Linked DNA regions of Mus musculus: regions 1 and 3 are each linked to region 2. Evidence: chromatin contacts called from public HiChIP or PLAC-seq data. All regions are on one chromosome and are shown on one strand. The core of a region is the stretch at or near the end of the contact, and the rest is flanking DNA. Distances in the headings are between cores, read along the strand shown. Region 1 has its middle 7.5 kb from the start of Gm41610. Region 2 has its middle 18 kb from the start of Lpin2. Region 3 overlaps Gm36856 (a long non-coding RNA gene).

Region 1 (4,512 bases), core at 85-2,584, 330 kb after region 2:
GCTTTAATACCTTAAGCTCAATCCAATCATTTCGCAATTTATAGTAGAGATCAAGATGCCACAAATATATACATCTTTCTTCACATTTTTGTAAAGGCTTTATAAATTTCAAAATAACATTGCTGCAGAGTTTTTCTAACATTTTCTGTAAATCCTGGATAGCAGTGAAATGTCAGAATAGGAGTTGGGTGTGGTTCAATGACTCCAAGCGTTCTTAAAGTCCAAGGTTCATTTCCAAATACTACATGTGTAAACATAGAAACACAAAGTCAGATTGACTTAAAAGTAATAGTCTATCTATTGCACACCTTATATTGCCACTTATCACATTATCTTATTTATTGGGCACCTTATGTACAGTCGTTTAGACTTCACAACCCTAGTGAGAGGTGTTGTTACTGCTGTACAGGGGGAGGAAGCTGGCTGGCTGGTGAGTTCAGCCTGTCTGAGGCTATGGGCTGTAATGCAGCCCTCAATCCCCAGCAGATTCTGCATGCTGTGCGAGCACTGCATTTGAAATCAAATGACTTGCAAAGAGATAACCCCAAAAAACAAATGAACAAAACCACCCTATACTCTAAAGGATTTTGGAGTTGCCTTGGCAAATGATCGTTTATAATTTTATTTTCTAAATACCTCTATCCTCTGTTGTCTACCAAGTTACCCCTTCTCCATTTTCCTTTTGACCACATCTGCTCCTTAGGAAGACTCGAGGCACTGCCGAGTCCTCGGGGATTTCCTAAGTCTCATTAACTACAAAGAGTCTGACACAATGAACTCCTGTGCGCTCTCCGCAGCTTCTCGGTGTATTAACACCCAACTATACATAACTTTTCACTTTCTTTTCTAGGCATCAGCTCTCTGAGCCCACGGGCTTTGTTTTCCAGTGTGTTTGTTTTTATTCTGACCCTTTAGGGCTACTCTTTAAAAAACAAAACAAAACAAAAAACCCTATCAATACTATGGCTTTTAATAGGGATGAAAGGGACAACGCTGCGTAAAGGGGCCGGCGCAATTTTATGATAAAACCATTCATTCCTCTCCCAATCTCAACTCATCCATCCATTTTTGAAAAGGGGTTGCTTGTGGATTAGAGCGGAGGGGGGAGGGCTCTAGTGGCGTAAAGATCAACGTTAAAAATAAATATCTCTACGCAAAGAAAACAGACCACGCCTTTCCCCTCCGACCCAGACAGAACCTAAGTACTTTGCCTGGGCAAGCTTTTTGAGAGGCTCACCTCCCGGCAAGATGAGCCGGTTTGCTGTGGCGCTGCTCTTCCCAGGCAGGTGCTGCGCGGGCTCGCCAGCTCCCTGTTAATTTGAGCCCGCAAAGGGACCTTTGATCAACGTGCTCACAGCCTGCAGGCTTCCCGAGCTGGCTCCCGGCGACTTCAAAAGAGCTGTAAAACCGACTGTAATCTCGGCCTTCCTGTTTCTGAGGCTCCCACCCCCACCCCGCCCCCTGGGTCCGCACACAAACGCCAAGCTTCGCACCGGACTATTGTCCTCGGTCCGCAAGGTGCAGCCACTGCCAGCCCCGTGTGCCATTTGCAGAGGGCTGGGCCAACTGCTAACTCAGATTTCTTCGTCCAGAGGAGGACCTGACTCGAGCTCCTTTGCGGAGAAGTGGAGATGGGCATATCATGTAATGCTTGCTGGCGGAAGGTGATGTGAAAAGCCCCAGTTTGAGGGAACTCTATACCAGGAAGGCAGTGGTTTGAAATTTTGATACAGAAACTACAAAACTAACCAACAGAGTCAACCAGTCTGTCTGACTATCTATCTATATCTATCTATCTATCTATCTATCTGGTTTGAGACTAAGTTTCTCTCCGTGTGTGTGTGTGTGTGTGTGTGTGTGTGTGTGTGTGTATGTATGTATGTATAAATGAATGTATGCATCTATCTTTTCTATTTATCTTATCTACCTACCTACTTATCTGTGTTTTGAGACAAGTTTCACTCCATGTATGTATGTATATATGTATGAATATATGCATCTATCCTATCTATCTATCTATCTATCTATCTATCTATCTATCTATCTATCTATCTATCTTATCTGTGTTTTGAGACAAAGTTTCACTTTACAGACCTAGCTGGCCTCAAGGTCCACATTCTCCCTGCTGTCTTCCGTCTCCACATCCCGCTAGTAGTCCTTTCTATTCTCAAATTTTAGTTCCTGCTTGCCTTTGGATTTTCTTGGTTCTGGGATCTTAATCCCATTTGGGATTCAAGAATGATTTTTAAAAACTTGACACGTATTTTGTGTGTGCTGAGGGTGCACATGTAGGCAAGTGTCTGGAGGAGTACACTGGGAACTGCCAGGTATCTCCTTCATCTTCTTTAGGAGGTTGAACTCAGGTCACTGGTTGGCACCTTCTGTCTCCCTGGCTCTGATTTACTGATGGCTTATGTTGTGATAGCGCGGGTGTGGAGGTAGGAGGAAGAACTATTTGTGTAGCAAGCTTTTTGTCCTTTTTATATGGTACTAGGGCTTGAACTCAGGACCTGGTCAGTTCGAGGCAAACCTTTTCCTTGGAGCTACGTAGAGCCTTCTAAGGAATATTATTCAGAATCTTTGAAAAGCTTAATTTCTTTATGTAAGATTTGGTATTTAAAACAATACCACTCTCCACCAATCTCCCCACCCCTCCCCAAAATCCCACGAACTTCAAAGTTGTTGAGAATCACAGAAGGTAAACTGAGCTCTCAGAGGGAGAAGACGGTGATAGCAGATTAGAGGCTCTGCCAAGGAGAAGCCCATCCCTGATCAATTAAGAACCAGGACTGGGGTCTGAAGAGGTGGCTCGGTGGTTAAAAGCGCTGGCTGCTCTTCAAGAGGACACTGATAACAGAACTCACTGGGCAACTTACAACCAACAGTAACTCCAGGTCCTGAGAATTCCACAGTTTTCTGGCCTGTGCAGGGCACTGGGTAGAACAGAGTAGACACACACACATTCAGACAAAACACTGGGACCTATAGAATAAGTTAATAAAAGAACTGGGGTTGATCTGGGGCAAACTCCGAGGTAAAGCCCTGGCCTGGCATGGGAAAGATTCCAGCACCCAAAGGGATAAAACACAGTAACCAACCCTCAGCCCGAGAGACCATGGTCACCCCGTTCTTAGCGAACTCGTCATCGCTCTCTTAATCTTGTGACCATCTTTGAAGCCCTCACTCACACTGCTTCCTCCTATGAGGTCCGGAGGAGAGGGAAGTAGGGATCGCTTTGCTGCTGTGTCATTAGAAGATGGAGAAGGGTGGGCTGAGGAACGGGCCAGTCAGGGCCAGAATGGAGCCAAAAGGCAGAAGTGAGGCTAGGACATTCGCCCACAAGCAAGAGGAAGCAGGACTTTGGCTCCCATCCAGGGAGAGTCACTGCAAGATCTGTAAACAGCATCCATTTGTTGACAGCTCAGGTTTGCTTCAAAGAACTTGCTTTTTGTTGGGCACAGATCCCAGCACTTGGGAGGCAGAGGCAAGAGGATCTCTGTTGAGTTTCAGGCCAGCCTGGTCTACACAGTAAGTTCCAGGACAGCTGGAGCTACATGGTTAGACGCTGTTTAGAAAAAAACAAAACAAACAAAAAACGGGCTGGAGAGATGGCGCAGTGGGTAAGACTGCTCTTCCAGAGGTCCTGAGTTCAGTTCCCAGCAACACATGGGGGCTCACAACCATCTGTAATGGGGTCTGTTGCCCTCTTCTGGTGTGTCTGAAGACAGCGACAGTGCACTCATATAAATAAGTCTTAAAAAAAGGAAAAATCAAAACCAACAAAACAGCACAAGCATCTCAAACCACCATCATCAACAAAATAACTTGCTCTTTGTAACTCCATTGAGAGTGTTAGTGTGTGAGAGCATGAATCTGTGTGTGTGTGTGTGTGTGTGTGTGTGTGTGTGTGTGTATGTGTGTGTGTCTTCTTAGTCACATTTATGATGCTCTAGTAAAACATTGACCAAAAACAACTGGGGAGGAAAGGGTTTATTTGGCTTACACTTCCTCATGGCAATCCATCACTAAGGGAACTCAGGGCTGGAACTTGAGGCAGGGACCTGGAGGTAGGAACTGGCGTTAGACAACACTGGCCCTAGACAACACTGTTTATTTACCGGCTTGCTCCTTGTGGCTTGTTAAACCCCCCTCTCTTATGCTACCCAGGACCACCTTCCCAGGGGTGGACTGCCTGCTCACCCCTAGTCACACATTAATCAAGAACATTCCCCCCACGGACACACTGATAGGCCAGTCTCAGTGGCGGTTCTCACTTCCCACTAATTTGTGTTGAGTTGACAAAAACTAACCAGCATGGTTGGTGTGACCAGAGGATGAAATAATGTTTATTTTTGGACAAATCCACCTAAAGGATCCTTGAGGACTTTAGGGTGGACATTTTGGGGGTGGGGGTGGGGTGGAGAGAGAAGAATCTGTGTTAAAACATCAAATTTGAGAGTAAAGCTCTCTGTCTCAGGTGGGCGTCACTGATGTGCAGAAATGGAATGCTCG
Region 2 (4,321 bases), core at 1,616-4,115:
CAATTATTTACAGTTCTGTTATTAGTTTAGGAAATAATGACAATGATGATTATAAGTGTCTGTCCCTGTTCCTGCTACCACCTTTGTCATAGATAACCCACTGTACTTCTGGAATGTTGTCAGACATGGAAGTGTCACTACTAACACATACACATACCACATGCACATACATATGCACACACATCACACACGTACACCACACACATACACCACCCATGCACATACACACCACACACAAATACACCACACATACACACACATACACCACACATGTACACACACACAAACAGACACATACACATGCATCAGTCTCTACCCTCTTACCTGTGTGCACCTGACAAGCCTAGGGCTAATAGAAGCCCTCCGAGGGCCTTACTCAGATCTGAATGATCTTCCTTGTTCTGCTCATGCTGCTTCAGACTCGGCCTTCATGTCGCCTCTGCTCCTTGTGAAACTCCATGTCCCCATCATTTTCTCCTGTGACCATCACCCTGCTTGTTCATTGATCCTCAAGCCTGCATACATCATTAAACAGCATCTTGTCTCTATTCCTCCCCACGGTCCTTCCAGAAGACAGGGCAGTGTGTCACATTTACTCAACAAACATTTACGAGTGCAATACCCCAAAACCTAAAGTCCCAGTGTACTTTTCACTTCTAGGCTAAAAATCTATGTCGATTATATAGACTCTATAATTATACTGATTATATAAATTATATATGATTATATTATAAATGATTATATTATTTATAAATGATTATATTAACTATACTGATTATATAAATCGGTAGCTTGTTGCTAAATGCCTCCTGTATTGCAAAGAGATCCAAGACAGATTTCAAAAGGAAGTTTCCCTTTCCAAAATTGCTTTTGTATCTCAAATGTTATTCAGGAACACGGCAACAGTATCACCTGAGGTGAACAGTATCTTTTTTACAAGTGCGCGCGCGCGCACACACACACACACACACACACACACACAGAGTATTTAAATTACAGCAACTGCTAATGATAACACTGTGTCTTCTAAACCGCTGGCACTTCTAATTAAAGCTTTTCCTGTCTCGTTTCATCGAATTTAGCTGTTAAAAAAAAAACAAAACAGCAAGGCAGATCAATAAACAGCAGTGGTCCTTCTCTTAAGCCTAGCTTCTCAGCATAAATCATGTTGGTGCTTTAGACTGCTGGGGTTAGTGACTGTGAGTTACTGTTTCCAACAATCTGATAAAAGAGACAGGGAATGAGCCCAGGAGCTCAGGTGCCTATGTTGAATGGGTATGTGCTCACATATGCAAAAGGAAAGCTGACTTACTCAGCCTTACATCATTTAAGAGAGCTGGAAGGAAGCGTTTGGAGGAGACAGAACTAGTACTCACAGAAGTAATTACTACTACAGAGGTAATGGGGGAAATTTCTAATCCACAGATCTCAAGTGTATCTATTACAGAAATGAGAACTACAAAAATCAGCACGAAGGATTCTAAACAAAGCAAACAAACAAACAAACAAACAAACCAGCAAGAAACAAAAGCTGCCCTATGACCCACCTGGCCATATATACCCAGTGGTTCCATATTCTAGCACAGAGATTTGTTGTACATATTCATTGCTGTTCTACTCAGAATGGCCAGGGAGTGGACTCAGCTTGGATGCTCATCAACAGGTGAATGGATAATGAAAATGTGATACATGTGCAGAACAGAATTTTACTAATTTGTAAAGAAAAAGGAAATTATAAAACTTGAAAGATAAAAATCCTCCTACTCTCTCATGTATATAAATATAGGTGGAGCCTAAAAAAACTAGAAGAGACAGACCAAGCAAAGGTGAAGAGAGAGACAGAGGAGATGGAGAGATGGCTAGCAGCTCTCCCAGTACTGCAGGGCTCTGTTCTCAGCACCTACGCGCTAGCCCAATTATCAGTAACTCTACTTCCAGGGATAGCCTCATAGGGAACCACACGTGCATGCGGTCCCTAGAACATCCATGCAGAAAGAACAGCAATACGCATACAATAAATTAATAAAATCAAATAATACATGTGTACAATATGGAAATGAAATTAGTAGAAGAAGCTCCTAAAAGGAAAACAGGGTGCCTAACACAGAGTAATAGAATAGGAACTATGCAGTTTTAGAAAAAGGTTTATATTCATTATTTTAAATTGTATCTCTGCGTGGGTGTGTGCACATGAGGACAGCGCTAGGGAAGCCAGAAGCATTGAGTTCCAAGGAGCTCAGCTACAGGAGTATGTGAGCCATCTGCTGTGGGTCCTGCTGAGTTCAGGACTTCTGCAAAAGAAATATGTGTTCTTCACTCCCAAGCCTGGAACTATGGGGTCTGATTAAATTAAAATAGTGGCAATTATTCCATAAATTCCAATTAAATAAAAGATGTTTGAGGATGTTTACCTAAACATTAAAAAAAAAAAAAACCCTGAAATTTTGAAATTTGGGTACATGGCAAAAATTTCATTTTACTTTATAATTAAAATTTATGATTATTATGCTAAGAATAAAATTAATTGATAGTTGTAATAACATAGTATAGACATTTCTAGGAATGGAACTAACCCAATCTAAAAATACTTATTTGTAAGGTAAACATTTTTTTTAACATTTTAGTTTGTAATGTAAATAAAGTTTATTTCCTGTTATTTTTCACTCACTCATTAATCTCTATAGGGATCCAGTTAAGTCACCAAGTTTGTTTCCTTTTGATACATGCTGATGTAGCAGACAACAGCAACAGAGCATGTGGTATGACTCGTTCAAATTACCCAGCTAACCACGCACAGTCAGCTGGGGATGGAACAGAAAGGCCTGACTCACTATGTTGTCTTCCCAAGTTGTGAAATCTTCCTTCTTCCTGTTGACAAATCTGGCTTACTCACAGATACGACCTAGCAGAGCGCTAAATATGACACGAGACAGAAGTGTAGCATGAGGCCCTATCAGCTTCCCCTATGAAACTCATAGCGTGTGGTCTTCCCTGAACACAAGGAAATTGGGCCCTCACCAAAAGGCAGGCACTACTGCAGGACTGAAACTCTGAGCAGATGTTAGAAGGTGAAGAAGAAGAAAAAAAACTTTCTTAAAAATGCTATTTACTAGTAGCATACAAGTGCGAATAACTTGCAAAATAAATCCATTTTTCTTGTTTCTGGCATGTGTATGCTGTGGTACACATATGTGTATGTATGCATGGTACACATATGTGTATGTACATGTGTACATGAATCCCTGTGCATGGGACTGATTTGTATCTCATATATAGAGGCAGGGCCTCTCACTCGAACCCAGAATTCACCCCTTCAACTAGTCTGGCTAGCCAGGATCCTGGTCTCTGTGGTTACAGGTAGGCCACCACATCTGCCTGGCACTATGTGGGCTCTGGGGATCCAAACTCTGCACTTACCATCTCACAATGTACTTCTGTAAGAAGCAAACTAGCTGGGCATGGCGGCTCATACCTGCAACAGAAGCACCTGGGAAGCCGAAGCAAGAGGCAGTACAAGTTCTAGGCCAACCCAGACCTTGTCTAAAAATCAAATAAATCAATAAACAAGAAAGAGCAATTGACACATCAAAAAAAAAAACCAAAAAAAAAAAAAACAAAAAAAAAAACAAAAACAAAAAAACCCTCTTTCTTCCAAACCTAAATCAAAATAAGACCAAAAAAAAAAAAAAAAAAAAAAAAAAAAAAGGAGAGAAAGAGAAAAGAAAGCATAGATTTTTTTTTTTTTCTCCCAAAGGTTAGACCCTAGTTAGATTACACTTGAATATCTGTTTCTGCCATGGTTAAATCAGAAAAGCTCTGATCAGGTCAACTTATACTGATCACCTCATAGGGAAAGCATTCTAAATAATCAATTTATTTTCTTCTTGCTCCTGACCTTTACCATCTGACACCTGCCACTAAGTATATTCTATATGTTATACATACCATATATGTGTGTTATATAAAATACATGTTATTATACATACTATATAATACAAAATTTATAACACATGTTTTCTTGTTTATATATTTTTTCTCATTTATATGAAATATATAACATATACTTTATCTATAGTTATATAAAATATATAACATACTTTATATATAGTTATATAAAATATATTTGCATATAGCCTCTCTTGCTACTTGCTCTTGAATTTCATGTCTTCCTATCAACCTTTCACTGATTTTGTGCTCGCCTGGCTGAATTCCATCCATTTGTCCTGTGTGTTCCCATTGAACCAGGAGGTTATAGCCCAAGATCTAAAATTATGATCTTTTTGAGAGCCGGCACTGGGGTGATGTGTGTGGCCTATTATTT
Region 3 (4,493 bases), core at 29-2,528, 310 kb after region 2:
CTTGATGGCCATGTCCATGGAAACCTTGTGTGTATATAGGTGTTATACACCTATACACACTTATACACAAACCTATGTGTTCATGTATAGGTGTGTGCACAAAACCTTTTGTGCATACATCTATACATAAACACATAGACACATAATTAAAAACAGTGTATTTAGCTCACTCAGTCAAAGTGTTTGCCTCCCAGGCAGGAAGGTCCTGGACTTAATTTCTAGTTTTACACTAAAAAAAAGATGTAGGCATGGTAAGGCAGGTTTGGAGCCCTGACTCCTAGGAGGTAGAAGCAAGAGAAGCAGAAGTTCGAGGACATTGTCAGCTACCTAGAGAGTTCCCGACCAGCCTGGGATACATGAAAACCTGTCTATAAACAAACAAACAAACGAGTGAACATACAAACAAATAAATAGATGGAAAGGATTTCTTGAGGACCAGTACATATGTATGTTATATACTCTTTAAATATGCTAGAGAGCTTTCAAAATGAGAGTGGAATGTACCAATCTTTCTATATCAAGTATAGTAAAAAAAAAAAAAAAGTAATATAGATGTCAGAGTTTTGTTTGTTTTTGTTTTTCGAGACAGGATTTCTCTGTGTAGCCCTGGCTGTCCTGGAACTCACTCTGTAGACCAGGCTGGCCTCGAACTCAGAAATCTGCCTGCCTCTGCCTCCCAAGTGCTGGGACTAAAGGCGTGCGCCACCACGCTCGGCTCAGAGTTTTAACATCAAGTTTGCTACAGCTGAGGTGTGGCTCAGTGGTCAGTGCTTGCCTAGTAATAGGGAAGTCCTAGGTTCAACCCCCATCACTGCAATCAACAAATAAATGTAAAAATAAAATTTATTCATGTCGCTTGCAAGGGAATAAGCATTCCTGTCACTGAAGAAAATATGAAGGGATTGCCTTGGCTTCTGCAGGACACCCTGTGGAGATCACTCCCCTCTACACAAATACCATTGGACTGGAAAGCCTTCCATTACCCAAGTTCCCGCCTTCCGGGGAGCAATACTCACTTCACCTACACATTTATTAATTTGTTTTCAGTGAAAATGATTCAGGGCTATTTGCAATGCTTGGTCCATAAAAACTATCTGCATCAAGATAAATGGTTTTACTTTTTCACATCTGGTCATCTGCTCCCGGGCTATGACATCATCTATTCTTGTTTCTCGTAAGGGGCAATGAATAATTAGTTTCTGGTGTCATTAGGGGTTGTTCATGCTGGCTAATGATTAACCACTGCTCGCTCCAGGATACAGAATCTGACTGGAAAATTGAGTCTCGTTTCAGATCTTTGCTCCGGAGAGTGTACGTATCTAACACAAGCAAGAACCAAACTCACATACCTAGTAAAGACTGATGTTACGTGTAATCCATGGTACGACAGATCACTGCTCAGTTGTTATAGTGACACGACGGGATGTGTTGGCACCACGCCAGCCTCTGACTGCCTGTCACCTCCAGAGGCAGCAGCCTCTAATAGTTTTATGAAAAATGGCTTTGTACTGTTTTTTTTTTAATAGTGTCTGTGTGTGCAAACAGTCATTGGCCATATAGTCTATAGTCAATGGTGTAGCACACATATAATGATGATTTCGTAAGACTGAATGGCCTTGCCAGTTGTGGCACACATCTTATTCCCAGCATCTGAGAAGACAGAAGCAGAATATTTCTGTGGGGTTCAGGCCAGCTCACTATGTAGTGAGTTCTAGACCAGCTAGGGGTACATAGGGAAATCTGTTCTTAAATAAATAAATAAAGTGACCTAATGATATCATACCCATTTTAGATAAGGACATTGCATGATGTCTACATAATAAAATCACCTAACAACACATTTCTGAATGTATTACCATTGTTAATTGATGAATCAGTGTGATTTCCTCTACCCTGTAATAACAGCAGCAAATTCCTGTGTCTTTCCCCATGTTTGTTAGTGATTTGGATTCCTTATTTAGTTGTAAATTTCTAACCTGTAGATTCATTTGTCAAACCTTAAAAACTACTATTTATTCTGTCTCTCTCTGATGTGTATACACGTGCCTGTGGCTGTCCAAGGAGGCCAGCAAGAGGGCACAGATCCCATGGACCTGGGCTCTTGAGTAGATGGTTTTGAGCCTTCTGATATAGGTGCTAAGTACTGAACCCAGGTCTCCTGGAAGCAGTGTCATCTCTCCAGCCCGTGTCCCACTTCTTAATGCCAGGCTGTTCTTTCTTATAGCTGCACCGTCTCTTCTGGAACTAATGTCTTCTGTGTGCTGTTAACTATTTACTCTAGTTTCCTTGCATTTGAGAAAATAAACAAACAAAATGCTTTTCAACAAGGTCACCTATATATATTTTTTTCCATGCTCCTTGTCTGTTTCTCTGTGTGTGTCTCTCTCTCATGCACACATACGCACACACATATAAAAATTTAAAAAGTAAAATGTGGCTATGATTATGAACGGACAAGAAGAAATGAGAATGTCAGATGTACACACAAGCTGATTTTCTTAAACATAGAACTCTTAAGAGAAAAAAAATAAATGCAGGGCTGGAGAGATGCTCAGCGGGTGCGAGCACATCCTGCTCTTCTAGAGAAATCAAGTCCAGTTCTCCACAAGAGCCTGCTATCCCTCCAGCCAGCCTGGGCAAAACCTTCTTCTGGCCTCCAAAGTGAACCTGCACTCATGTGTGCTTGTGCACACACATGCACATAATTAAAAAATAAATCTAGGGGCTGGTGAGATAGCTCGGTGGTTAAGAGCACTGACTGCTCTTCCGAAGTTCCTGAGTTCAAATCCCAGAAACCACATGGTGGCTCACAACCATCCGTAACATGATATGACTCCCTCTTCTGGTGTGTCTGAAGACAGCTACAGTGTACTTACATATAATAAATAAATAAATCTTTTAAAAAAAAATCTAAGAATTAGGTGCAACTCATTTTCATCTAAGAGATAGACCAAAAGGAAGCCAGCAGCTTCAGGGTTAGAAAGACTCTATAGGAAAGAGCGGGATTTTAACTAAGGAAGGACATTTGGAGGTTACCTTGGCGATATCTGGATCTTGGTGTCTCTGATGTCTAAGGCCAATCTCTGCCTTCATTATCAGTGTGACCTTCTATGACAGATTCCCTGAGAGCCAGGTAGTCTGTGCCCAACATCTTGCTTTGTGCTGTTTAGCTATGGCACATTTGAATGTGTTCAAGTTATGTTGACTTTAAGAAAAATATAGCGTATATGACTAATTTGGATATTAAATGGGAGCATTTAAATGTTTCAGAAAGTCTGAGGCACATACATGAAGATACAAGATATTGAAAATAAAGGGAGCTGGGCAGTGGTGGCGCACGCCTTTAATCCCAGCACTCGGGAGGCAGAGGCAGGTGGATTTCTGAATTCGAGGCCAGCCTGGTCTACAGAGTGAGTTCCAGGTTAGCCAGGGCTACACCGAGAAACCCTGTCTCGAAAAATCAAAAAAAAAAAAAAAGAAAGGAAGAAAGAAAGAAAGAAAGAAAGAAAAAAATAAAGGGGATAAAGACTGAGTTCAATAAGGCCATTGTCAAACAAAAACCACAGCTCTCATCCCAAAGACAGTAAGAGATCATTTATCCTGAGCCAAATATGAAAGTGATTGTGGCCCAGGGAACCCAGATTTGGGTAGACTCCAGACATGTCCCACCATGGAAGTTATCATATGAACTGTTATGTCTATGTCCCACACCATGGAAGTTAGCATATGAACTGTTAATCATAAACTAAGCTAAAAATGAACGCATTTACCAAATAATACATGGATGAGGTCTCAAGATTTTTAATTGAGAGTCAAAAAAAGGGTAGGCCAGATAGACAGGTAATAAATGGCTAGGAGGGAGACTTTCGATAGATCGATAGATCAGGATGATCTGCCTCTGGATCTGTATCATTCCAACTCACCCCAACCAGGAGGCCCTAATCAGGCAATCACCGGGTAGATCAGCCTCAGTGTGTCTTTTCCAGGGAACTTCAGCCCACATCACCTAGGGAAAGAAAAGTGACTTCCACTTCAAAACAAAACAAAGGGTAGGGGGCTGTGTTGACGTGGAGAAAGTGATCAGTAGTGCCAGCTACTTAAAACTGAACAAGGGAATGTTGATAAACTCACCACAAGATGGCCGGGACCAGCCCTTGTGAAGACAATGGTTAGCTCTCACCTTGAGCAGCCAGAGCTCCTCAGAGCTGAGATGACAAGCTGATTACAGGTCCCTCGTGCAGTGTTGGAAGCCCAGCAGCCTGCATATTTTATAAATATCTGCACTAGCTGGCCTTCCAGGGAAAGAGATCCAATGACTGGGTGAGGCCCACCAGGCCCGGCACCTGACAGGAATCATACCTAATCGATTGTCCAGATGAAACAAACACCTCCCCTCAGGCCTTTGACAGACCTGGAGCCAATAATAATAACTAACTACACTTATTGCCACCGGGCTCTTCTCTCAGCCTTCCCAAGTTTGTGCCATTCGAGAC

Evidence for each region. HiChIP or PLAC-seq counts read pairs in DNA pulled down with a chosen protein or histone mark.
Region 1: a contact with region 2 is called in an H3K4me3 HiChIP or PLAC-seq map of bone marrow-derived macrophages, with 3 times the contacts expected there. The contact joins two enhancer-like sites. A contact is called at or near these places in 1 of 39 promoter capture datasets (macrophages), 3 of 484 Hi-C or Micro-C datasets (brown adipocytes, pre-B cells and regulatory T cells) and 3 of 115 datasets of contacts at active chromatin or transcription factors (bone marrow-derived macrophages, microglia and pancreatic cancer cells).
Region 3: an HNF4G HiChIP or PLAC-seq map of pancreatic cancer cells shows a contact between it and region 2. The contact joins two enhancer-like sites. A contact is called at or near these places in 4 of 39 promoter capture datasets (the C10 cell line, macrophages, pre-B cells and 1 more), 3 of 484 Hi-C or Micro-C datasets (brown adipocytes, pre-B cells and regulatory T cells) and 2 of 115 datasets of contacts at active chromatin or transcription factors (microglia and pancreatic cancer cells).

What each region holds. Positions count from the first base shown.
Region 1 is chr17:70,831,528-70,836,039 of GRCm38.p6, reverse strand. No RefSeq gene overlaps it. Among named protein-coding and RNA genes, the nearest start is that of Gm41610, 7.5 kb to the left of the region's middle. Within about 2 kb of position 1,334, at least 129 of the 459 cell types and tissues checked have an H3K27ac peak or open chromatin away from gene starts, as enhancers often do. A contact at or near this core is called in bone marrow-derived macrophages and pancreatic cancer cells, where this site is marked.
Region 2 is chr17:71,163,710-71,168,030 of GRCm38.p6, reverse strand. No RefSeq gene overlaps it. Among named protein-coding and RNA genes, the nearest start is that of Lpin2, 18 kb to the left of the region's middle. Within about 2 kb of position 2,865, at least 94 of the 459 cell types and tissues checked have an H3K27ac peak or open chromatin away from gene starts, as enhancers often do. A contact at or near this core is called in bone marrow-derived macrophages and pancreatic cancer cells, where this site is marked.
Region 3 is chr17:70,853,991-70,858,483 of GRCm38.p6, reverse strand. It overlaps Gm36856 (a long non-coding RNA gene), which reads right to left. Exons shown (of 2, transcript XR_876932.3): 2 at 3,786-4,259. Among named protein-coding and RNA genes, the nearest start is that of Gm36856, 2.7 kb to the right of the region's middle. Within about 2 kb of position 1,278, at least 6 of the 459 cell types and tissues checked have an H3K27ac peak or open chromatin away from gene starts, as enhancers often do. A contact at or near this core is called in pancreatic cancer cells, where this site is marked.